Linked DNA regions of Mus musculus: all the other regions are linked to region 3. A link is a contact called in public promoter capture Hi-C data. All regions are on one chromosome and are shown on one strand. Each heading gives the region's core, a stretch centred on a gene start, on an enhancer-like site or on the middle of the called end of the contact. The rest is flanking DNA. Distances are from core to core; before and after follow the strand shown. Region 1 holds the start of Cxcl12 (chemokine (C-X-C motif) ligand 12). Region 2 has its middle 170 kb from the start of Gm36873. Region 3 overlaps 1700030F04Rik (RIKEN cDNA 1700030F04 gene). Region 4 has its middle 7.1 kb from the start of Gm36788.

Region 1 (6,008 bases), core at 3,316-5,815, 550 kb before region 3:
TTGGAAGCTAGGAGGGCTTATACTGAAAATGTAGTCTTAGTGAAAGCCCAATGTGATAGACCCAGAACCAGGATGCCCAAGTCCTACAGAAATAGACTTGTCAATTGTCTTTTGAAGTACTTTCTCTGGGGCAAGTGCTTTGACACTTGATAAGCCACCCAGCCCCACCACCGATGGAGTGCATACAAATGGTTCAAGGGACAGCAACAAGGCTCTGGGCATTTGGCTACTTCAGCTCCACTACCATACAAGTAGGACATTTAAACAAGGTGTCAGAGCTGTGTGAGCAGAGACAGTGTGTGTGGCGGGGGGAGGGGGAGGTGGACAGCATAAGCTTCTGTCTGCTGAGAGAGCCCCATTAGACTTGCATGGAGGAGGGACCAGGAGCACTGATGGGGGTGGGAGGACCAAAGATGCCCAAGGATCTTACATGTACTCACCCTCTTCTTTTTTTTTATTGGATATTTTCTTCATTTACATTTCAAATGCTATCCCAAAAGTCCCCTATACCCCACCCCCCGCCCTTCTCCCCTACCCACTCACTCCCGCTTCTTGGCCCTGACTTTCCCCTGTACTGGGGCATATAAAGTTTGCTAAACCAAGGGTCCTCTCTTCCCAATGATGGCCAACTAGGCCATCTTCTGCTACATATGCAGCTAGAGACAAGAGTTTTGGGGGTACTGGTTAGTTCATAATGTTGTTCCACCTATAGGGTTGCAGACCCCTTCGGCTCCTTGGGTACTTTCTCTAGCTCCTCCATTGGAGGCCCTGTGTTCCATCCAATAGATGACTGTGAGCATCCACTTCTGTATTTGCCAGGCACTGGCAAAGCCTCACAGAAGACAGCTATATCAGGGTCCTTTCAGCAAAATCTTGCTGGTGTATGCAATAGTGTCTGGGTTTGGTGGCTGATTATGGGATGGACCCCTGGGACTCACCCTCTTCTTAGCATCTGCACACTCCTTGGTCATCTCTTTCCTGCCTAGTCAGGTATAAGTGAGGACGATGAGGACTTCCTTTTCAATTTTACATTTCACCACTTTGAAGCCAAATAGTTCACTTTAAATGGAGAGCCTGGCTAAGACAGTGTGCAATATAAGACTTCTGGACTTTTTATATTATTTTCAAGGTTTGCTGTCCCCAGCCACCTAGATCATTTTATCATATGTTAGCATAAATCAACTCGCTTTGTAAAACTAAAATCATATATAAAAATAGGACCAGTCTTGATATTTGAACTGTTGTATGGGTCATATTTTTATATTACTTTAAAAATGCATAAATCTACATCTAAAACCAGTGCTTCCTGGGCTCATTTTATTATGGAATATTTGTACCACCAAATTATGGAAATAGCTTAGATGCCACCAATGGATGAGTGGGTAATCTGGTTTATATGCACAACGGAGTTATACTCAGCCATAAAGACAGGTGAAACCATGTCATTGGCAAGGGAACATACGTTCAATCTCATAAAAAATGAGCATTGCCTGTTTCCGCTCATATGCGGAATATAGGGAAAAGAAGAAAAGGAAGCCACGACACTACAGGGCATGCGGAAGAAGGAGGAGGAAGTGAGGAGAAGAAGAGGGGATAAAACTAATAGGAAGGTGAATATCATCAAGGCCTATTACATGCACACATGCAAGTGTCTGTCCTCAAGATGCATTACATGCATGCATGCAAGTATCACGATGCAACTGCTTGCTGTGCACTATTGCTGTCTTTTTTTAAAAGACCATAATAATATTGCTTTCAGAAAGAGACAACAGAAGTTATCTTAGCAGTTACACTGCAAATGAGGACTGTGCCCTGAGAAGCCAACCTGGGAAGGCTAGCCAGTGAACTTTGCAGGGAGCTGCCAAGCAGAGGGGTAAGGGGCAGATGCTTGCACCAGGGACCCAGAGGCTGGCCGTGCAGACATGCCTGTTTTGTAACTCTAAAGTCAGCCTCCAGGCTCCCATCTTGATTTCTGGATAGTCTACACCACAAGCCAAGGAGTAGTGGCCAAGGGATAGTGACCAATGAGCAGCAGCCTCCCCCCCACCCCCACCCCCCATTGTTCCCTTGCTGTGTGGAGGAGACCTGCAGACTTGACAGAGACGTGAGCTGCCTGTGTGCCTTCCCTGAAACAAGGCTTCCCACAGAGGAACTGGGTGAAACCGAGCAGAGATTGTTGCATAAACAAAGGTAGCCCCAAGCTTGGGAGATACTTCTTTGGTTGAGCATAGAGAAAATTCAAAAGGCTTATGACCAACCCCCACGACCCCACCCCACCCCGCATCTCTTTCTTTGTGGAGTCTTCTAAAGTGGACATGGTTTTAAATAAAAATCATTCACCAAGTGTAAAATCGTAGAGTTTTCTTTTTTCTTTTTTAAAATCTAAAATCCAGGTCCTTGGCCACCCTATTTGAATCCTAAGCGCTTACTGCGGTGGCTCCACTCACTGGCGTTTTATGTTTTATGTGACTTATGTTAGATGGCTGGCTTTTATGTTGCTCAACATCTCCTTCTTTCCCTACCCCGGGATTTTTTTCTCTTAAATATTTCGAACTCTTAGTGCATGCCTAGCTCATCGTAGGAGGACCTACTGAACGTATTTTAGTGAATGCTTGTTGGAGGGTAGGGACAGATGTGGCCCGCATCGGCTTCTGTTCTGGAGCCTCAGTCTGCCAGAGTCTTTGTTGGCCTCTGCTTTGCTCTTAGCCTGCACAGGACACCCCTCCCCCCACCCTCACTCCTTGGCTGTGAGTGGGTCCCTCTCTCCCGATTTCATAGCAAACACCAAGAGATCTGGACACCTACCTGCTTTGGACAAACTTACAGGAGAGGTTTGCCTTGCCTCAGAGATGTACTGAATGGGAGCATCAGACAAGTTTTTGTGCTCAGAGCTTTTGCCTAGGAGCATCTGGTCTTTTTTTTTTTTTTTTTTTTTTTTTTTTTTTTTTTACTGTTTTACTGTTTTACAGGCATCAGGTATCCCAAGCGCTTGATCTCGGATTACTGGAGCATGGGAGATAAGACCACCAGAGGGCGCCGGAGCCTAGCCTCTGCCGATCCTGCAGTACAACAGGGCCAGCAAGTTCAGAGTTTAGCATACTGAACGCTCAGGATAGCGCAAAAGCCGGTAGAAATGGATGGCTGCCTTCTCTGAAATGCTACTTTTTAAACACAGGGACCAGGTCGGCGCGGTTCCAGATTTGAAGCTGAGTCCCTAAAGTGTGTCTGACAAATGAATGGATGCAAAGTGCTTAGCGGAATTGTTTAAGATACTCTCATGGCTGGAACATTTTCCTCTTGACCTTCTCCACCCTTCTTTAGTCCCTAGGTGGAGCCCCAGGCCCAAAGGTCCTGGCCACTGCTTCACAAATATGATTCCCAGATTGCCCTGAGACAGAGGCAAGTCTCTGTTGTGCACTCCCTTGGGTGAACATGATAACAGAATCCAAATCGCTAATTGGCTATGTGGGAAAAGTGGTCGAAGCATGGCCAACACTGCCTGTGGCAGTGGAAGGTCCAAAGGACGCTGCCCAAAGCCTCTAGCCCTCCAAGATTCAGTCTGCCCCCTCCCCCGTGTCTCCCCACACCCGGGTTGGGGTTGTTTTGGTTGACCAGAGTGGAACACAACGATCTATTGGCAGGGCTGAACACCAATGGGTCTATTTGTAAAGCGCCAATGACCACTTTCTGAAGCAGGGTTTTAGGGAGCGGGGCCTTAGGGAACTCTTTGGTCCTTTTTAGAACACTGGACTTTCTTCTGGAAAGGCAGGAAACACTGAAGTTTAAGAAGTTGTTTCCAGCTTCCATTAACTGAACACACATTAAAACCAAGCACAGAGAATCAGGACGTTTCGCGGGAGTGAGACCCAGTCATTTCTCCTCCGTTTCCATTCTGCAGGGTGAGAGTTGTAATCACCCACCCACTATTCGTACCATCCACCCACCCCCAGTCGAGAGAATAGGGGTACAGAGGGGAGGTGGCAAAGAAAATTCACGATACTGAGTATCTCTGGGAGACCTGTTTGGTCTCTTTGCTCGGTAGCGCAGCCCTACGTTAGAATGCATCTTCCCGGGAATGACTGTAGTGAGACTTTGGCTGGGAATCCAAGTTATTCTAACTGTAGATTGGTCCACGTTGCCCTAAGCCTAGCAGTCCACTGCGGCACAGACACCCTGGACATGAGGTGGGTCAGCTTAAGTTCCTGGCACGAAAGAAAGGGTACTCTGGCAACTTTTGGATGCGGCGAAACAGACTGTTTCGTCTCTCAGGTTCTTATTTCACGGCTTGTGCCTTTGACAGCCCCTTAGTTTCTCTATCTGCAGGATGGGAGCATTAAGCTCTACGACCCAGCCTCTTTACAATTCAGGTCCAAAGAGCCCGCCCAAGTTGGGGACTGGGAAGATCAAAGGTCTCAGCACCCAGCGGAGCCGCGGACACTGAGGGCGCCAAGAAGGGGGTGGGTAGGTAGGGAACTGGAAGGGCGGCTGCTCCGCAGGGGATGCGCGTCAGAGACCCCAGCCACACTCCAGGCCCGCCCCTTGATGAGCCCCGCCCCGCCCCGCCTGGTTTTCGCCTCTAAAGCGCCCAGCGCTCGCCTCCCGCTGCCGCACTTTCACTCTCGGTCCACCTCGGTGTCCTCTTGCTGTCCAGCTCTGCAGCCTCCGGCGCGCCCTCCCGCCCACGCCATGGACGCCAAGGTCGTCGCCGTGCTGGCCCTGGTGCTGGCCGCGCTCTGCATCAGTGACGGTGAGTGCAATCCGCGGCCGGGCCCGGGAAAGGCTCGCAGCTCTGCGCCGGAGCTCCTTCGGGTCCGCGGTTCCTCTGCCCGCGCCGAAGTCGCGGAGAAAGAACTCGGTCGGCGCCGTTCACTACAAGCGAACTTGGGGCAGTCCACTTTGCAGGGCGCACTCCCACCGGGTGCCCTTTCCCGTGTCCCACGGGTCGCACCGAGGTTTTGTGCTCTGCGAAGTGCGGCCATAGGACCTAGAGAGGGCTGCAGGGGAGGACCCGCAGGATTGTTGGGCAAGAGTGGGTTCGGCGCGGAATGGAAGCGTGGGCGATTGTGTCCGGGGCTTGGGCCCCGGAGCGCGCCAGCTGCACTCAGCTAGTGTCTACCGGCGCCCAGATGTTTCCAGAGGCGAAGGGCAGCGCGGTCCCGGAGTTGACCGTGCAAGAGGTTCACTCGGGTGGTGCGTGTGTCAGCAAACTCTCAAAGACCGGTCAAGTAGCTCGAAGTGCATGGCTTGGCTATAGGTTCAGTGGTGAGGCTGAGTTTCGTCCCCTGCGGGTGTAGCGTGTTCTCTTACAGCACCCTCGAGGGGCTCAGGGCCACCAGCAGCGCAGCGCAGCTCTTGAACTCGCGCTGCCAGCCAGGGCCGCGCTTCTGCACAGTTCGTTGGTCCGTAGCGACGCGGACCTGAGCACGCGTCTCTTCACTGCCCCTTTTTCTTCTTACCCGGGTCACTAGACAAAGGCTCAGCAGTTACCCAAGCTATATGCACACCTCTCCCCAACCCCCAAACACACCTGCAAACGGGCGCTTTTGTAGCCAGCCCCGGAGTCCTCAGCTCTGGAATGAGAGCTGCAGCGGAGTTCAGTCTCCCAGACCCAGGGTGGTGTCTTCTTTCACTGGGAAAGGGCTTTCATTTTGTTTTCTTTTTTTGACACTGAAGAGAAAACTCTCAGCGCTGTTACAAGACACCGTTGCTGCAAAACAAAACAAACCATTGCCTCTGAACACAAAACAAAATCCTACTAGTCGATCCCCTGCCTTCCTCCGCAGTGGTGTTTCCTGGAGAGAACTGAGGGACAGTCGGGGCTCTTGGTGAGACTGAGCTCTAAATGCTGCCCAAGTACACCAACTCGTTCGTTTGGGTTCTTTCCCTGTGACAACGGGGTACGGGAATGGTTGGAGTTGCCTAGTCCGAGGGAAATGTTCTGTAAAAGAATAGTCAGTTGCTGATCGGAGTAGTAAAAAAAAAGAAATGAAAGGCAGTTTCGATTTTTT
Region 2 (5,921 bases), core at 3,307-5,806, 750 kb before region 3:
GTTGTTCTGCACAAGTTGTTCATTTGGACCACCAAGGCAGCTAAAAGATTAAAAGTAAAAATAAAGGCCTAAATAGAAATTTCTCAAAGGAATATGCTCAAAATGGTCAGCAGACACAGGAAGAATACTCAGCATCAGAAATTGTCAGCACAATGCTGGTCAAAACCATAAAGAGAAACCACCCAGCCCTAGTAAGAATGGTTGGTTTTTAAAAAGACAAAAGATAGCAAGTCCTGGTAAGGATGTGGGGTGAAAGGAACTCTTACACAGATTGCAGGGACATAAATTGGTACAGAAGTTACAGGAGCAAGAATCAAATATTGGGTGATCTAGAAACTCTTCAATGTGGTGTGATGGTGGTGTCTATATGTGTGTATTTGTGTGTGTATGTGTTTTACGTGTGTGTGTGTGTGTGTGTGTGTGTGTGTGTGTGTGTGTGTGTGTGTGTGCGTGTGTGCGCGCGCGCGTGCGCTCAGAGAAAATGAACATTAGATAACAGACAGACATCTACACTCCCATTTTCATTGAGGATCCATTTACAAAGGCTAAGAAAAAAGAAGTAGCCTGCATGTCTATCAACAGATGACTAGAAAACAAGGTGGTACCTGTGCATCATAAATATTATTCAGCCATAGGGACGAATGAAGCCCTGGATTTATAAAACCACAGATGAAGTGGACACCATTATGTTAAGGGAACCAAGACAAGTGAATCGTGACATGTCACTGGTCTCATTTCTATGAAGCACTTACAAGCGTGGTTCTCAGAGCCTGAGAGGATGCTGTTGTTTACTAGAGACCAGGGGAAGGAGGGGAAGAGAAAGGATACAGGAAAGTTGACTACTGCTTTCTCAGGGAGTTCCTCTTGGTTTCTACTCTGTATCTCCCAGCTCATGCACTCCATTTGGGTCATATGAACATTTAAATTAGTGGTTCTTATCCGGAAGAATGTATGTGAATGGCTTGATCTTAGAAAGGCAGCAATTAAAAGCTTTTGCATTATAATGCCGCATGGCAAGCTCTGGGAGAGAGTCGGATCGCAAAGGATGAAGAACAGAGGAACTCTGGGTGCAAAAGAGCAAGGCTTAGAGCTTAGATAAGTTCATGTTGAGTCCTACGGCTTTGAGGGTTTGGTGAAGGGGAATGTGGCTGAGCTTGCTGTCATCGGTAAACCCCAACGAAGATGCACCTGGAAAAGCCCATCACAGGGCATCTCCAAGGCAGGGGAACGAATGGACAGTGGGCCCATAATCACCCAGTGCCAAGGAAGGAAGGAGAACTGAGCAGGGGTCTCCTGGACTTATTTGTACACCGAATATTATACACAGTGTTTCTCATGTCTCATTATGAGGTTATAAGCTCTGGTGAAAGCCAACCCTCTCTTTGCATCAAGGCATCCTTACTTTAAACACAGCTGTGTACTTTGTAATCAGAGACGGAATTAGTCTCTGAAAACCTAATAGATACAGAATTAGACTCTGAAAACAATCCTGTGTATTTGTAGAATCTTCATAGTTATTCTTCCTTTACACCTGTGACACGTAGGCAGAATGACTTCACGATCAAACACCATGTAAAAACTGAGGTTTGACTCAAATTCAGTTCCCTCACTCAGCCTCCATAAGGAACATAGAAAACACATTCTTCCTATGGACTAGTGTTCAACATTCAGTGTGAGCCTGTGGGCTTGGGTCCCAGCAAGTCCTGATCTCTAAGGTTGGGTCCACCATGTGTTTCTAGCCAACAAGAAGGCACATGATGATCACTTACTCAAAGTGCTCGGGACAGGACCACAGAGGGCTGGCAGCTCTAGTCTTTGCTCTGATTTGGGCCAAGTTTTCAATTTTGTGGAGCTCCCGTTCCCTCCACTGTCACATGAGCTTCCATAATGCCAGTCTGAAGTCCTATGTCTGTTGTGAAGATGGTGAACAGTGAGTGATTCACACAGTGGGGACACAGTAGACACTCACTAATGGCAGTACAGAGGGTTCTTCTGTAACCTGAGGTGAGAGCAAGGGGAATTTTGTCATTTTTTTGTTGGGAAGAAAACAGCTGTACGTTTACAATCGGGCATCTGCAGAGCGTAGCCACTGCGTGCTTTAGTCAAAGAAGCCATTCCTGGGGCTGCGTCTCTGGCCCTGTGCCCCTACCAGGCTACAGAGGGTCATTCGAAGTGAACCCAGGACTGTGAACATGGACACATGCTGGGAGATGTCCTCTGTGGTGAACAAGCCCGTTAGAACGATGAAGCCCATAAGCCCCATTCCACCCACAGCGGTTCATTAGGAACAAAACATGACGAGTTCATTTGAATGGCGGCTAATGGCAAACAGATGTGCTGGCAAAGCAAGGCCAACAAAACGCTGTCTCCAAAAGCGTAGCTATGTCCTGGAAAGCCAGGGTCCTGTTTTCACTTTATGTTTCAGTCCTCCAAGTGCGAGTGAGACAGAGGATGGCTAACAGGAAACAGGGTACGACTTTATGCTTCTGCATACTAACAGGCTCCCAGCAGGATGAAAGTGAGGCCGGTGGAAAGAGAAAAGGGTTAGATAGGACTCAGGAAGCTCATCTAACCTGTGCCTACCCGTGGGATGCTTGGAATAGGTTCTTCCAGAAGGTTTCGCTGTAACACAAGGAGAAGAACGTGAACATTATTTACTGAGCTGGTGTCTAGATGCTGTCAGAAGTTGTATGAACACACATGTGCTTGCATACGCACATGCATAACCAGGCACGCACGTGTGCACCCACAAGCACACAAACAGACACGCACATTTCATAATGTCAGTCACATCTAACAGAGCAGTAGAGTGTTAGCTTTTTGTTTTTATTTCTGACTTTACACTTTTGACAGTGTCCAAAGTCATGTTGAGTGACTGGTGTGAGCGTGAGCGCCACTGGCCTGAGCTGAAGTGGGTATAGATGTTAGTGACACAATAGACACAGATAGAAGATGGTGTGCTCTAAATGCCTCTGGAATCTTCAAAACTTCTGTCTGATTTAATCGGGTGGACTGACATGGGGTGAGACAGAGGCAGCAAGATAGAAACTGCAAGCAAGGGAATAGCAAGTGCTTAAAGTCAGGCACTTCCAAAAAACCAGGAAAGGGTTTGTCAAGCACATACTGTGGATTTGGGGTTTAGCTTAAATAAAACTAAGCTGACTTTGGTACCCATAATCTACCTCATCAAGACTGACGAACATTCTAGGGTTAGAGCCCTTGGTTGGGGGTCACTGGGGCAATCAAAGGAGGAAAAGAAAACACTGACTCTTGGGGAATCCCCATCCCTAGCTATTTTTAACTACGAGGTATATGACTGACCTGGGCCACAAAACTGCCTGTCCTCGTGGCCCAGGGGCCTTGTCAAGAGCTTTTTCCCACATCATAAAGTACATGAATTCTCATTTAGTCTGTATCACATCCCCTTTTTAACATATTAAAAATTGTGGTTATCTCAAAATAGTGTCCTTCTGATTTGGATTAGAAATGTATGTAATCTTTACATAAGGAAAAAGAAAAAAACAGAACCTATAGTAGGGTGTACAAAATATTCAATTCCAAGTGAATTAAAAGCTAAATAAGCAAATTTAAGAGAAAATATTTGGAGCTAAGAAAGGGAGGGAAAATATTTTTTAATTAAGATAATATTTAATTTTGTTTGTATGTATGTGTATTTATATGCATTGCATTCATGCATACATGCGTGTGTGTATTTGTATGTATGTGTGCATGTGTATCTGTGTCAGTACTCATGTGTGTGTGTTCGTGTTCAGAATCCAGAACATGGCATTGGATCCCCTGGAACAGGAGTTACAAGCATATATTAGCCATTAGTGGGTGCTGGGATCTGAACTCGGATCCTCTGGGAAACTAGAAAGCTCTCTTTCCAGCCCAGAAAAGGTTATTTTTTTTTTTTTATTTTTGTAGAAAACTGCAACATTAAAAAGAATATAAAAGAAAATATATTAATTTACCTGTACCTTAGTTAAAAGCAGGTTGCATTTCTGGCTAGGGTCAAGAGAATGATAGCAAAAACAAGCAAAAAACAACAATAGTTATACCTTAAACAGACAGGTCTAAAATTAAACAAAATTATCAACAATGAGCATTTTAGTCTCTGGAGAGTGACTGATGCCAGGCCGTGTTGGCACATGCCTTCAGTCCCAGTAGGGGCAAACAGATCTCTGTGAGTTCAGGACAGCAAAACCCTGTCTCAGGGAGAGGGGGTGGGGGAAGAGGGAGAGAGAAAGGGAGCAGGAGCAGGGAGAGGAGGGGAGGAGGAGAGAGACTTAAAGCAAATCAGCATGAAGTTCCACTGGAAACCTGAGCACAAACAGGGGCTCCTGCAGCTGGAAGTTGCTAGGGCTGCTCAGTGTGTGGACTTACCAGGGCAGTGCTGGCCATGAACACCAGAAGATTTGCTGCTGTAGGGGCTAGGGACTTTAATTAGATTTGGGGGTGAAAATGAATGGCCAATGGTGTTTTTAACAAAATAAAGATCGAAACAGGAAAGGAGTGGCCCAGAAGAGTGTTAGCCTGGCACTATTGGTCCAGGTAGCAATTCCTGGCAGAACAGCCTGGAATTTCAGGGAGATATTTTGGCAATTAGAAAGCCATAGAAGACTTTCAAAGGCTCAGTACACTCTCATGTAAAACTGGAAATGCTATGTGCAGACAGAAGACACTAGAAAGCCCAGGAGAAATACAGGCCAGGGTCCTTCTGGTACCTGGCCAGTCCCAAAGGTGCAACTCCTCCTGTACATCCATCCACAGAGATTGGAAGTCCCCCACGCTTTAACATTTTTCCGAGCACAGACCCTCCCTACTATTCAGATGGGGAAGGGCGGGGGTGGACTAGCCCCCCATTATATGGCATCAGGGGCCATATAATGTCAGGGAGCCTGTCTGCAGACAATTCCAGACTGGTTAATAAACAACTACAGAAACTCTCAAGGCAGAAAGCTTCATAGCTCTTTTGATATATCATTAAACATTCCAATATCCAATAACAAAATAAGTATAAGATGTGAAGAGGGAGATAAAAAGAGCCAAGAAGTTTGTAAAAATGTATAAAAACAGTGAACGGAAGTGGAATATAAGTACTGCGAGCACACTTCTCTGAGCATATAAAGACTTCAATTCGTTTTCTGCTAGAGGATTCAAGATCATGTTTAAAGAGGTAAAGGAAAATGTAAGGACAGAAATCTCACAGCTACTGCATCTTTATAAGTAAGGAAATCAGAAAGAGAAACAGGTGTTAATCATAACAGTTAAGCTGAAAAAGATCACTAAAAGATTTTTTTAAAGGTATTTGAAACGAATTCAATGATTGGTTCATCGCCATTTATGTTGTGTAAAATCGGAGCGAAAACTAAGGTAAGAAAATGGAGAACCAGGTATTTTATGGGACAGCATCAAACTCTCCCTACAGTATACGTTCCTCAGCAGTGTTGGAAAGAAAAGCATCTACCACCTCTGCCAGTGACAGCGACTAGGCTCAACTGATGGCTTCTAGATGGCTTGGGTGAGATTCCGTGGCCCTTGTGGTTACAAATGTTCTCTTGTTCGTTACTGCACAGCAAAGGCACACTGTCCAATCCCTTTAAGAGGAGCATCTGCCTGCCTCGCTCCCTTCCCTGTCGTGGTTTCTCGAGGTTGAAGTGCAGGGAAGCGTTGATTTGCGGTTACGTTTGGACTTGGCGGTCCTTTCCTGGGCCGCTTGAGGAAAGAGAGAAGGCCAACTGCCTGCCTTATCAAAGGGACCTCTACTCACACATCTGACGTGGGTGGGAAACGGCTCTGACAGAAAGGGAGACTGTCTCTCTCAGGTCTTCCTAACTGGAATGTGGCTTTTTGTTTTATTACAGTGTTTGCCTTTCTAAACTTTTATGTCACCAGAAAAAAAAAAAAACATTTAAAAC
Region 3 (6,116 bases), core at 3,172-5,671:
CCACAGGCAGGTGGGCAGAGAGAGACAGGGAGCCTGGCATGAGCTTTTGAAACCTCTAGGCCCACACCCACAGTGACACACTTCTTCTAACAGGATAATAGGGTACAGTATGGAAATTAAACACATGCATGTTGACCATTAATGACCATTTTCATAATCCTATAGCTGCTTTATATCAGCTCCCTCTAACACAGCAGCAAGGTGATATCTGGAAAAGCACCTGCAGCTACAGATCTTCAAAACCTCACTTGTGAAAGGAAGTCCTCCCCATACCAGGGACAGTGGCACATGCCTTTAGTCCCAGCACTCAGAAGGCACAGGCAGCTGGATCACTGGTGATATGGATTGGAAGGCAAGAGCCATTGCTATTTCACACCCTGAGGGAGAGTATGCCAGTGGCCACTCTGAACTAGTTTGGTCAGTGACCAAGGAGTAAATCATAAAACAGTTGAATGAAGGACCTGTGCAGTTTTGTCATTTTTGAAGGAAAGTACCTTTGAGACAGGGTGGAAAGGGGAAAATAATCCGTATTTTTCACTGCTCTTCAGCCTCTGTTGTCAGGCAAAGTAAAGAAGTCATGAGAAATTATGCCACAATCAAATCCTTATCAAAGAGGGGAGTGACAGGCAGGAGTGAGCAAAAAGAAGGAAACCTCTCTCAGCCCAGAGAGTCAGGGGAGACACCTCTCAACACAGAAAGCTGGGGGGGGGGGGGGGGCAGGGGAACACTTCTCTCAGCACAGAAAGCCAGGGATGGGGAGAGCATTTCTCAGCACAGGGAAAAATAACCTCTCCTAGAACTGGAGAAGTTCCTCGGCACAGAGAGGTGGGGAGATCTCTCTCAGCACAGAGGGAGGACCACTCTCAGCATGGGGAGTGGGGGTCAGGAGGAGAACCTCAGCACAGAGAGCAGAGTGACACACAAGCCACAGAAAGAAAATGTTCCATTTCCTATGACAGTCTCCAAGGGGATTACATCCAGGGCCTCATGCACAGTAAGTGCTCTACTGTTGTGTCCGGCCAGCAGATCACAGCCTGGGTTCTAGCCTGGAAAGGCATTTTGGAAACCTGGAAGAGAAGAGGGGCTAGGCGACGAGAGAAAATGATGCCGCTAAGACAGGCATTCTGATCAAAGCTCAATTTTACTATATCAGCACGCAGTTATAAAGGAGAGGAAGTAGGGGCAGATTCCCGCCAAATAGTCCCGGGGACCAATAGCAGGATGTCCACATGTATGGCTCCGAACAGCAAGGGGGCAGGTTCCAGCAGTGGGCGTGGCAGAACGATTGAGCCGGCAAGCTCCATCCAGGTGTAAACAGTGGAACCCTAAGGCTGGAGGAGGGGAGGCTACACTCTACCACTGAGCTATATCCTGATCTTAATATTCAAATACATTAAATACCAGAAACTAGGACCTGGAGGGATGGCTCAACAGTTAAGAGCACTGGCTGCTCTTCCAGGGAACTTGGGCTCAACACCCACATGGCAGCACACAACCATCTGTAACTCCGGTCCCAGGTGATCTGATGTCCTAGCCTGGCCTTCATGGGTACTAGGCATGTTCACAGCACTCAGGCATATAGATAGATGATAGATAGATAGATAGATAGATAGATAGATAGATAGATAGATAGATAGATATGCAAAACATTAATATACATAAAATAAAAGTAGTTTTAAATACCAGAAAGAATTTTTTTATCTTGGAATCCCCAGTAATGTTCACAAAACATGGCAATTTGTTTAATCAAAGCATGTCTTTTCATTGCAGGGTTAAAAGGTGGCATGGTGGAATTGCAGTTGGAATCCCCAGGTCTCCGTATTTGGATGTCAGTCAGCTGTCACTACCAGCCTGGATGCCTTTTGGCCCTGGAGGTCCCGTTCACTGGCAGGGTCATGCAGAGGAAGCAGAAGAAGGCAGAGTATCTGGGGACAGCCTTATACTCATTGTCCCACTCAGGTAAAGGCCTCCCCAGTAGGTTTGAGTCAGAATGACAGCCTTGGAGCTATTCTGGCTGCATTCTTGACCTAAGACACTTTTCCTGTTGATAGTTTTGACTTGGGTTGTTTGGGTCTCTCCAGCAGGAGACCAGATGAAGATCAAACAGGCAAGCCCCTCCAGCTGAAACAAGAACAGCCTGAAACAGCCAAGAAAGTCAAAGCTCCTGCTGTCGGAGGGTGGGAAACGGGATAGAGAGTCTTTCTCTGTGGCCTAGGGAAACACTGGTCAAGAAAGGCTGGCCTGCCCTGAGCCATATAAAGCTAAGGTCACCACGCCAGCAGCTTGGAGGTCAGGGTCTCCTGGGTCCCCTGCAGACAGTGAGTCACCCTCTGAGACCTGAGTCGGAATGACCAGGCCCAGACTGCTGTGATAGGCACACCACCTTCACACTGGCTTATGTAATGCCTGACACTATTTGTAGCCCAAGTTCAGGAAGTCCAGGAATAAAGAAAAAGTAACACAGAAGAAAAAGCCTTCCCTGGCCCCTGTCAGACTCTGTCTACTGGAATGATATTCTTACTGAAATAGTAGGAGATGCTGAGGAGGGTCCTGAAGGGGCCAAATCATCTCCAGGCCAAGGACATCTCATTCTCAAAGGGAACAATGAGATGTGCTGGCCAGGTGTGGTGGGGCACACTTGTGATCCAGGCTTTGGGGATGTAAAGAGAGGAGGACCACAGATCTGAGGTCAGCCTGGATTACATAATGAGATCTGTCTCAGAAAAAAAAGGAGGAAGAGAAGGAGGAAGGGGGAAATGAAAGAGGGAAGGAAATGGAAGAAGGAAGAAAAGCTTACCTCCTTGCCAAGGACACTGAGACTGAGCAGATCTGTCTAAGCCAGAAGTAAAGAAAGGGGGTATCTGCACCACTATGGGATGGCTGTGGGGTCCACCACTGGATGAATAAAGAGACTGGCAGAGACATACTGTCTTAGTTAGGGTTTCGTTGCTGTGAAGAGACACCATGACCAAGGCAACTCTAATAAAGGAAAATATTTAATTAGAGCTGGCTCATAGTTTCAGAGGTTCAGACCATCATCATCAGGGCAGGAAGCATGGCAGCATGCAGGCAGACATGGTGCTGGAGGAGCTGAGAGTTCTACATCTTGGTCCACAGGCAGGCAGAAGGAGGCTGTAACTGTGTGCAGCTTCAGCATAGGCGACCTCAGAGCATGCCTCCAACAAGGCTAAACCTCCTAATAGTGTCACTCCCCATCCAAGCATTTAAACATGTAAGTCTATGGGGACCATACCTATTCAAACCACCACAAGTACCAGCCTGGTACCTGATCCTTAGTGTCATTAACTGGGGCAGGGACCTCAGTCAGACCTGATCTTTATCCATATTTGGGTTGTAGGGCCAGGAGAGTGGCTATAATGCCTAAATTAAGGCCTTGACATTTCCCGAAGAGCCAGTGTCGACACAGTGAAGGGGACTGAGGGGCTTCCCTGTCCGTTCTGCATCTGAAGGAGCTAAGACTTTCATGTTCCATCTGTACATAGACCTGCAACCCGGCATCCATGCTGTCTTTGTCAACAGGACCTGAATCATCCACACAGCCACAGAAAGGTGGCCATGGCATGCAGCCTGGGCTTTCCCAAAAAGGCTTCAGCTCCATGGCCCCAAGGCCAAGGCTTCAGTCCAGGGCAACAGCCTCACCAGGGCTGCAGTACAAATCCTTCTCAGTGGCTAGAGGCATCTGGCCAAGATGTCTTCTTTCATGACAGATGAAAAACTGTAAAGAAAAGTCTCGACATCTGGAAAACGGTGCCTTTGTTGTACAGTTAATAAGAGAAAGCCATGTGTTAAAACAAGATGGCTCTTGTCCGAACAATTTTGAATGAACTGCTCCAAGACGTGGATGAGCCAGGAGACAAACTCAGCAGGGAGACAGAGACTTCTGAATTCAGGGAAGTGCTTTCTCCACTTATATGTAAGTAAAAACATCATTTCACTTAGATAATTAAGGCTCAGAGCCTTTGTGCCAGGAGTACTCGCAGGAGTCCAGGTGCCTGGGTCCCATCCAGACCAATTAAACCAAACTCTGGGGAAGGGGATGTAAGGGGAGCAAAGAGCATGGGGAGCCTTGCAGGGGGGAGGGGATGGGTGGAAGCATGGAGGTATGGGAGCAGGCATCTGTTTATACTTCGGAGATCACTGATGCTACACTCACTAAGGTTGGAACTTTTTCCACTGAGCTTACATTACTATAACAGTCTTCCTTCTGTGACTCCAGGCACAGGGTCCTCTCCATACCCAGGGCATCCAGGAGGCTGAACCTGGCCATAGAGACCCAGTTGTAAATGCATTTCTCCTCTGGATCCTTAAGTCCAAGGCTGGCAGCAGAGGTATGGATGCTGGTCACAGGATCCCTCCATCCCAGGTCTGGAGATTCTCCAACCTTATTACTCAGTGTACATGTGAGTGATGACCTGCCAGGCAGCTAGATGCCCTGGCCGAGATGGTGGCCTGGTCAGTGTCAGGCAAGAGAACTGAGTTAACTGGGACAAAGCTCTGGATGTGAACCCAACCGAGGAATGAAACAGTCTTCCTGCAGCCACTAATGGATGAAGAACGCCCTGGCTGTAAGTCCAGAGCCACTTTCACAGGACGGTTTCTTTTGCCTGGGGCAGCATCCTCTAGCACAGCTTCCTAATGTGTAAAACGGGATGTTCTCCTTGAAGAGGATTATAAGAAAGTGAGTGTGCAGACAATGGGCAACATCATGTAGCATATCCTAAGATGATACAGATGTGCAGAGGATAATTACAAGCATACTTGAAGAAACATTGAGTCATACTTTGAACTGATGGCCAGTCAAATGACTTCCCTGGTACTCCTTCCTGTCCATCAAAACTAAACAGATAGTTCCGGCAGAGAGCGCAGCGAGCTCGGGAGTGTGGCCTTCTTCGCCCCGGGCCCCTCACGGCCTCGGCCCGCTCCGGGTGAGCCCGAGGGGCCCGGGAGCAGCCTCGGTCCCTACTCTGCGGACGCCAGGAGCCCTCGCCCTCGAGGCAGCCACCGGCTAGGCCACGCGGCCATTCCGCAGCGACTCTTGCCCTGCCAACGATGCGCCTGCATGGCGGCGGCCTCCCCGACTCCACCGGCGCCCTCTCTCCAGGGCCGGGCCCACCGAGGAGTCCCAGCCAGGCCTTCGAGGACGCCTCGAAAGTGGCGGCGAGCGTGGCATGACGGGAAGAATGGCATCCACCTGAAGGCCAAGGCTGGGCCTTCGGGGCTTCTGCGGCCTAAGGCGGCGGGTCTGAGCAAGAACACTCTGCCATCGCCGGCTCGGGACGGGAGGCCCACCCGTGGCCGAGCACGCAGACCTGGATGAACCGAGGCCTCGATGGGCCTGGACGAAGGTGAGCGGGGCCCCGAATCACGGCGAGAGGAACGATCGATTCTTGGGCCGCGGGTCTTCCCTCCACCCGAGAGAAGCCGAGACGCGACAACCGCAGGCGGCCATTCGGAAACGCTGTCGCCGTAGAAGTCCTGTGTATATAATATGAAAAAGCTGCTCTCAACCTTTCCCCCGACCCTTTTTAGACTTCTGGCTAAATCTGGACGTCTAACTGTAGAGATTGCCGACACAGGGTAAAGGAGAGGTAGGAGATGACGTGAATACCCAGTCGCCATAAAAAGAAGATCGTGGACACGTCTTCTGCAAGTGATTTTGAAATGGAATTGTTTAGGCCGCCTCTAGAAAGACCCAGCACTCGTCCCTGTTTGTTCAGTACCTTAGAGGATCCAGCAGGAGGAGGAAGAGGCCCGGAGCCAGATTGGTCGTGTGAAGAAGACGTGTCTCTCTTTTTTATCCTATTGTATTGTGTATGCATTTTAGTCCTCATTTCTTACCCCCCACACCATGTTTGCGTGTGTGCCTGTGTGTGTGTATTTGAGTGTGTTTGAAAATGCCAGGTTTTGGGGGTAATGTCTTTCTAGCTGCTCTGAAGTGCCTGCCATATTTTATAAGTAGTAAAACATGCTGTAAATACCTTTTTGTTAGGATTCATTTGAATTATTGTTTGGAGAAGAAAAGCCAAACCTCTCCTGAGTTGACCGCATTGTGTTTGTGCCCTGGTTCACAGAAGGAAATCCAGAGCTCTAAGCTA
Region 4 (6,593 bases), core at 2,179-4,678, 950 kb before region 3:
GCTGCTTTAGGGTCACGGACCTAGATGTGCCCCCTTACCCGTCGCATGGCAGCACAGGCTAGGACCCCACCATGGTCCCAGTTGCCATCCCCAGCTACCCCCATCGGGCTGTTCTTCCGTATCTGCAAATCTCCAGTTCTGCCTCTTCATTGTGTTCACATCCTTCTGCTTCTCTTTCCCTTCTATTTTTCCACCACTTCTTTGCTCCTCTTAGAGGTACTTAGAGTTTCTGTGTGTCTGGGGCCATCTCAAGAGCAGTCTTAAGAGTGTTATACCCTACAGGGGTCATCTTGAGCATGGTCTGCCCCTCCCCATAGGCCTGTGTGGTAGTTGTCGTAGGCTAGCTCCCCGTTCGGTCCCCAAGGAGCTGGCCTGGTGGTCATTGCTGGCTTCTTCATCATCCAGTCTGCCCAAGTGGCCCCAAGTGAGGGTTGTCTATTTTGGGCTCACTCCCTCCTGAACCCTCAGTCCCAGGCAGGGCTCTTCAGGGCTCCAGCTTGCTCCCAGCCCTGGGAGCCCTCAGGGCCTGCATGGAACCAGACTGGTGGTTGTCTCAGGCTAGTTCCCTGTCTGAGCCCCTGGTCCTGGACTGTCTCAGGGTTTTGGTTTGTTCCCCTCCCCCACCCCCACCAGCCCCAGGGAGTGTTAGTTAGGCTATCATTCAGATATTCATAGGTCAGAACACTGAGTACAGACTCTCCTTTCTGCCACTTACTGACACACATGTGGCACAGCAGCTGCACCTGCAACGTTACTGCAGGCTATGTAACGTAGGGGTGACTACGTTTTGTTTGGTTTTGGTTTTTGTTTTTGTCAGAAAAGCTGTTACTGTTTTGCAGATGCTTCTCCTCATCGTCCAATGTATGACTGCGATGGTATGATTTCCCCTTAAGTAGAAGAACACGGGGAAAAACACTGATGGATTTCCAGGTCATTAAGGAACCAGCCTTGCGTTCTTGGGAGGTACCCTAGCTAGTCAGGGTGCACTGTCTGTTGGATTTGGCTTGCCAAAGTTAGGCTTTAAGTGAATATGCTTGCTTTGCGCACCTGTGTTTGCATCTGTGCTCATGGGGTTATCTGTCTGGAGTTTCTGTTACTTGTAACATTTTTGATGGAGTTATAGTATTAAATGGTTTCTTGCAACAATCTGAGCAGTAGTCGATTCTGTACAATTTCCTGGAAGACTGGAATCAAAATGAACTAACCTTTCAATGTTAGGTGAAAGGCCATCCGAAGCTGAGATTTTCTATGTGGGATTTTTTATAAAAGTATAATGTATAATAACAGAGATAGGATTATTTAACATTGTGTGTTTTATTTTAAGTACACACATTTCCTTCAAGGGCTTTGACACTTTAACTTATCAATATATTAAGTTTTTCATAACATTGTCTTATTTTCCTTTGGACATCTGTAGAATCTGCAGGGCTGCCAGCATCCCTCTTCTGTTAGCAGCTGGGCCACTCTTCCCTCCCATCCTTTCCCTTTCTCTTCTTGCTCCTCCCTCTCCTCCAACAATCTGACCACTGGGCTATCAGGGTTTGTTGTTTGTTTGTTTGAGACACAATCTCTCTATGCAGACTTGACTGTCCTGGAACACACTCTGTAGACCAGGATGGCCTTGAACTCACAGAGATCCTCCTGCCTCTGTCTCCTGAGGACTAGGATAAAAGGTGTCCCCCCCCCCCATGCCCTGTGGTTTGTCAATTTTATTGACTGTCTAAAAATTTTTTCCAGGTCATAATTTTTTGTTTTCCTGTCTTCTACTGTAGTAATGTATTATCTTATTTTGCTTCTTCTTTCCCTTCTGTTTCTTCTATATCTAATTTAATGTTCTTTGTCTTGGTTTCTAAAAGGGAAGTTGAAGTCATAGACTGGTCTGAAGTCATGAGAGCATTCTTGCTTTTTAACTTAATTTGGGGTTGTAGATTTCTTTCCAAGATTTGTTTCCCACCCAATTGTGTTATGCTGTGCATTGGCAGTCAGTTCACTGGGCTTCTGTCTCATCTTGCCTGTTGGAAGGCACAGACACTTTTTATTGGGTGTTATACATTATTACTTTTTTTTCTTATTTTGTGGTGACTGTTTTTGTATCCTTGCATATACCTCTGAGCTTGCTGTTGAGCTTCACTCTCATCCTGGCTACAGACAAGATGGCTCTATCTAGGTTCTGCCTGTATGAGTTCTTAGGGAATCAGTTCTCAACCTCTGGGTCGTGACCCACTTTCACAGTGACCCCATTCACAGGGGTCGCATATCAGATATTTACATCATGATCATAACAGTAGCACAATTATAGTTATGAAGTAACAACAACATGAGGAACTGTATTAAAGGGTTAGAGCATTAGGAAGGTTGAGAACCACCGCCTTAGGGGACCTGCGTTTTACTGTAACTACTAACGGCCTTGCCTGAAACGAGGGTTTCTGATGGTTCAGTGACCCTGCTAGTGGCCAGGACCTGCCCTGGCTTTCTGTGTCTCTTTCCCTCCAGTCCTCTCCAGTGGCTCTCCTGGTCATCTCCTCATTTGCATCTATGGATCGTTCTGGGGCTTACAGGAGCTTCTGCATCTCCAGTGCATGCAATGCTCCCTCTGTCCAGGTTCCTAGCCTGGGCTTAGGTGGGCGCTCTGACTTGCGCAGCCATATGCTTCCTCAGTCACACTTTCAAAGGCATGGCCTGGATCCTCTCCGGTCAGTGACGTGGATCAATCACGCGGCTCTTTGTCTGTGCTACTTTTCAAAACTTCTTTCGTCAGCAATTCATTTTCCCCCCTTTTGTTATTTCATATGGGCAGGTCCCGTTAACCTCATCTTGACTATTTCATCTAATTACAGTCTTACAGATAACAGGGGATGTTATTTTTCCTACTGTACAAAGAAGGAGCACTCCACTTGGGTAACTAATTCCTTAGGATCTAGGTCTGGAATGTCGAGGCACCGGTGAAGAACCGGGCTTTGGTCAACTTTTGAGCTAGGGCCGCAGGATCTGTGGCGGCAGCAGTGTCCACTAGGGGGCGGCAGAGGCCCGGCGTGCTCTGGTTCATCCTTGGGCTTTCCCTTTGCTTCCTCCCTCTAATGCTAATTCTTGCAAGTTCCTTACAACCCTGGCGACTTCTAAGCTTATCCCGGTTGCTCCACAGCTTTGCTTCTTGGACTGTGGGATGAGACACTCCTCACAGCTTTTCGTTGCAAGTAAACAGAGAACAGAAGTCACAGCAACTTGGAAATAAAGATGTGCAAAGACTGGCTGGATTTGGACGGTCACTAGTTTTCTGGCTGTCTTCTCTACAGTTTGGCTTTGTTTTCAGACTCTTTTCCCACTTAGTCAACCAGCTGCCTGCTGCTGTTCTAGCCTCACATCAAACAATGCAGAAAAAGTGAGATCTTCTTAGGCCACCCATAAGTCTTGGCTCTACTTGATGGGATCAAATGTGGGGTACACAGGTTTCCTCCAAACCCTGACAACAGCGGCCTACCGAAGCAAGGACTGGCTTGGGTCAAGTATGTTTCGCAGTCAATGTCTGTGCTAAACAGGCTGAGAGTCTGCACTTATCTCAAGCTAGTAAGAGCCGACCTTAGGAGCTGGGGTGCAGGCCAACCCCTTGAAAGCACACCAACGCATGCTGTAAGAGCAGCTGAGGCATGTTGGTAAGCATTTATAGATATTCATAATGGGAGAGTCCACAGGGCCAGGATCAGACCCAAGGCCCTAACAAGTGTTCTCTGTGTGAGCTGCTACCTAAGGGCTCCCTGCAGACTCAAAAGCAGCTCACAGCCACAGAGGGTTTGTAGCTCCTGCCCTGAGAAGCCAGTGAGGTGAGGGCTGGGATCTGACCTATTTATAGTCTGGTTCCTTTGCTGTCTCAGAATAGAGTAACCACCAGGCATAATGCTAAGATTGAGTAAGTATCTAAAGGTCTTCAGAGAACGCACTGCTTACTTAGAAGGGAGGAATGTCAGTAGATACAGCACGGAACTAAGAGAGCCTGTGGGAGCTACGCATGTACATGAGGCTAAAGGTGCACACAGTGACAGCATTTCCTTTAGCTTGTGGAGGCCAATCTGTGCCTTAGAGAGAGCATCTTCATGATTTGATGGATCAGGGAAATGAGCCATGGGAAGAAGGGATGGACCTGGCAGGAGTTGGAGGAAACGGGAACCAAATACCAGTAAACTTAGAAGTCCAGGGCTCATCACTTCCTTTGTCTCCAAAACACATATAGTTTGTTGATGTTACTTGATAGTTTCAAATCCTAACATCCTGAAATGGGATGTGGGGTGGAAAGCACAAACAAAACAAAACAATGAGCCACACCTGCCTCTGATGAAGGTGTTAGATACTCGGTCCCCAGGCACAGGCTGCAGAAGACAGCTGCGGGTGTCAGGTGTGTGCAGGAAAGCTATATCTCCCTCCACATTCCCCGTAACTTGTACACATTGAGTAGGGTTTCAAACCCGGCTGCCTTGGCAGTGAGATGGTTCTTTGGCTCCTCAGCACTCCAGATTTGTGACATCAGAAAGGTAGACTGGTTTTTCTGCTCTTGAAAAAAAAAGAAGGGTTGTTTCTCTAGCTGAGGGAGAGATAGACACATGGGTAGCTGGCATAAGTTTCTACGTTGGCAGGGTGATGAACTTAACAACTGGCTTCTCATGAGAACCCCTGCAGTGCAAATGCGCACCATCCACTACCTGCAGCGATCAGCTCTCCGTGTTTCTTCTGGGCATTGCCTTCTTCTTGGCGCAGCCTTTTATCAGGGACAAGGACTGACCCTCAAGGGGCAAAGCACAGTCAAAGCCACTTGTATTATTTACCTAGACGTTGGCAGGACCACATGTCATTTTTCTGGGGGTGGGGGTGGGGGGAGGAAGGAAGGAAGGAAGAGAGAAAGGAAGGAAGGAAGGGTTTATTTTGGTTCCTGATTTAGAGATTTCAGTCCTCCGGTGTCAGGCCCGATGCACTCGCAGGACATCATGTCAGCAGGACTGTGTGCCTGGAGAACAGCGGGTCATGTTGTGGTGCACCAAGGGGTAGGGAGAATGGGAAGGAGCCATTTATAACCTTCAAACGCTCTTCTACTGAGGGTCTAGTGAATGCCCTTATCAGTCACACCCTTCTAGAGGCCTCAAGCTTTGAAACAAGCGTTTAAAACACAAGCCTGTTGGGCCATTTTAGACTTGAACCGTGGTACCATTCGGGCCTTGGTGGAATGAATGCAGTTGCCTGGGGTCACTTGGGGCCTGATACATGGGCACCATTCCTGGTCATACTCTGGATTCCACTGGGGTCCTATTCAGTTCAGAATCATCCTGAATACAAATTCTTGATTCAACTTAACGAGTTAAACTTTATACAGCTGATCTGTTGTATCTCCGAATTCTTTATCCATTGATGGTGTCAACTGCAGGCTGAAAATATTTGGGAAACAAACGTACCGAGCATGTGTAGACTCTCTCCCTTATTATTTTGTGAATGATGGACTATAATAGCTGTAACCTAGCATTTGCATTAGATTAAGGGTTGGAAGTTATCTAGAGGTGCCGTGATGCATGTGGGAGAATCCCTTAGGATATCTGAAAACAAGGCGCCACTTTGTAGGGTAGACATGAGCTTATCCAGGGGTCTGTACCCCTGCACATCCTCGAGTGGTTCTCTCATGGATGCCAAGGGGGACTGAATGCCTTTCCTTCTACAGCCATGGTATTGTGCTCTTAAACACTTTCTAACATTTTGTTCTGACTCACTTATGTAAAACTACACAATACTGAGTTACAGGAGGGCACTCCCATGTAAGCATGCAATGTGCTTGGGGCATGTCTCCCTGCACAGCCCCCTAGCCCCCTTTTTTTTCTCTCTCTTCCCATTGCCTTTTTTGTTGTTGTTGTCATAGAAAACTTTAGTTCCACTTTGATATCTTATTATTGTATGTATCTGTATGAAATCTAGAAATCACACATGAGCAAAAACATAATATTTGCTTAAAGCTGAATTGTTACACTTGATAGGATCATCTTCAGTGAGTTCACTTTTTTATTTTTATTTGCAAATGACACAACGTCATTCCTCTTTAGAGCTAAAACGATTCCAGTGTGTGTACCACCTTTTCCTTAACCTTTCCTCTGTTGTTCGACACCAAGGCTGGCTCCACAGTTCAGCTATTGTGGCCACAGCTGCAGCAAATATCGATGTGCACGTGTTTTGGTGGTGTGCTCACTTGAAGTCCTTTGGGTAGAGCCGGGTCACATGGCAGGTCCATTTTTAGTTTTTTGAGAAACCTCTGTGCAGATTTCCATAGTGACTGGACTATTTACATCTCACTGGCAGCAGGCGTCCTCGCCAGCATTTGTTAGTTGTTTTCTTAATGACTTCCATCCCGAGGAGGACGAGATCCTAGTAGGCTCCCAATTTGCATTTCTCTGCTAGCAATTGTCTGTTTTATTTTTATTTAATTTTTTATATTTTTTTGAGGACTGCCCATTCATTTTCTGAGCCCATCTGTTTACTGAGTTGTTTGATAATAGTATTTAGGTTTTTGATACCTTTATTGATATTAATATTCTCTCAGCTACATAGCTAGCCAAGGTTTGCTCCCA

The links. Promoter capture Hi-C pulls out the DNA fragments that hold promoters and counts their contacts.
Region 1: a promoter capture Hi-C map of liver shows a contact between it and region 3, with 7 times the contacts expected there. The contact joins the promoter of Cxcl12 here to the enhancer-like site in region 3. A contact is called at or near these places in 20 of 39 promoter capture datasets (the 3T3-L1 cell line, the C10 cell line, the HPC-7 cell line and 9 more), 2 of 15 datasets of contacts at CTCF or cohesin (the NIH/3T3 cell line and large pre-B cells), 1 of 484 Hi-C or Micro-C datasets (bone marrow-derived macrophages), 8 of 115 datasets of contacts at active chromatin or transcription factors (craniofacial prominence, embryonic basal ganglia, embryonic midbrain and 3 more) and 3 of 9 other capture datasets (adipose tissue, embryonic stem cells and pancreatic islet).
Region 2: a contact with region 3 is called in a promoter capture Hi-C map of cranial neural crest. The contact joins two enhancer-like sites. A contact is called at or near these places in 1 of 39 promoter capture datasets (cranial neural crest) and 1 of 15 datasets of contacts at CTCF or cohesin (the NIH/3T3 cell line).
Region 4: a contact with region 3 is called in a promoter capture Hi-C map of cranial neural crest. The contact joins two enhancer-like sites. A contact is called at or near these places in 3 of 39 promoter capture datasets (cranial neural crest, frontonasal cranial neural crest and maxillary cranial neural crest) and 1 of 9 other capture datasets (embryonic stem cells).

What each region holds. Positions count from the first base shown.
Region 1 is chr6:117,163,970-117,169,977 of GRCm38.p6, forward strand. Cxcl12 (chemokine (C-X-C motif) ligand 12) reads left to right here and starts at 4,566. Exons shown (of 3, transcript NM_021704.3): 1 at 4,566-4,747. The coding sequence starts at 4,687.
Region 2 is chr6:116,957,530-116,963,450 of GRCm38.p6, forward strand. No RefSeq gene overlaps it. Among named protein-coding and RNA genes, the nearest start is that of Gm36873, 170 kb to the left of the region's middle. Within about 2 kb of position 4,557, at least 3 of the 459 cell types and tissues checked have an H3K27ac peak or open chromatin away from gene starts, as enhancers often do.
Region 3 is chr6:117,711,475-117,717,590 of GRCm38.p6, forward strand. The region is part of intron 2 of 1700030F04Rik (RIKEN cDNA 1700030F04 gene); the gene reads right to left. Among named protein-coding and RNA genes, the nearest start is that of 1700030F04Rik, 37 kb to the right of the region's middle. Within about 2 kb of position 4,422, at least 5 of the 459 cell types and tissues checked have an H3K27ac peak or open chromatin away from gene starts, as enhancers often do.
Region 4 is chr6:116,764,888-116,771,480 of GRCm38.p6, forward strand. It overlaps the pseudogene Gm22882. Among named protein-coding and RNA genes, the nearest start is that of Gm36788, 7.1 kb to the right of the region's middle. Within about 2 kb of position 3,429, at least 14 of the 459 cell types and tissues checked have an H3K27ac peak or open chromatin away from gene starts, as enhancers often do.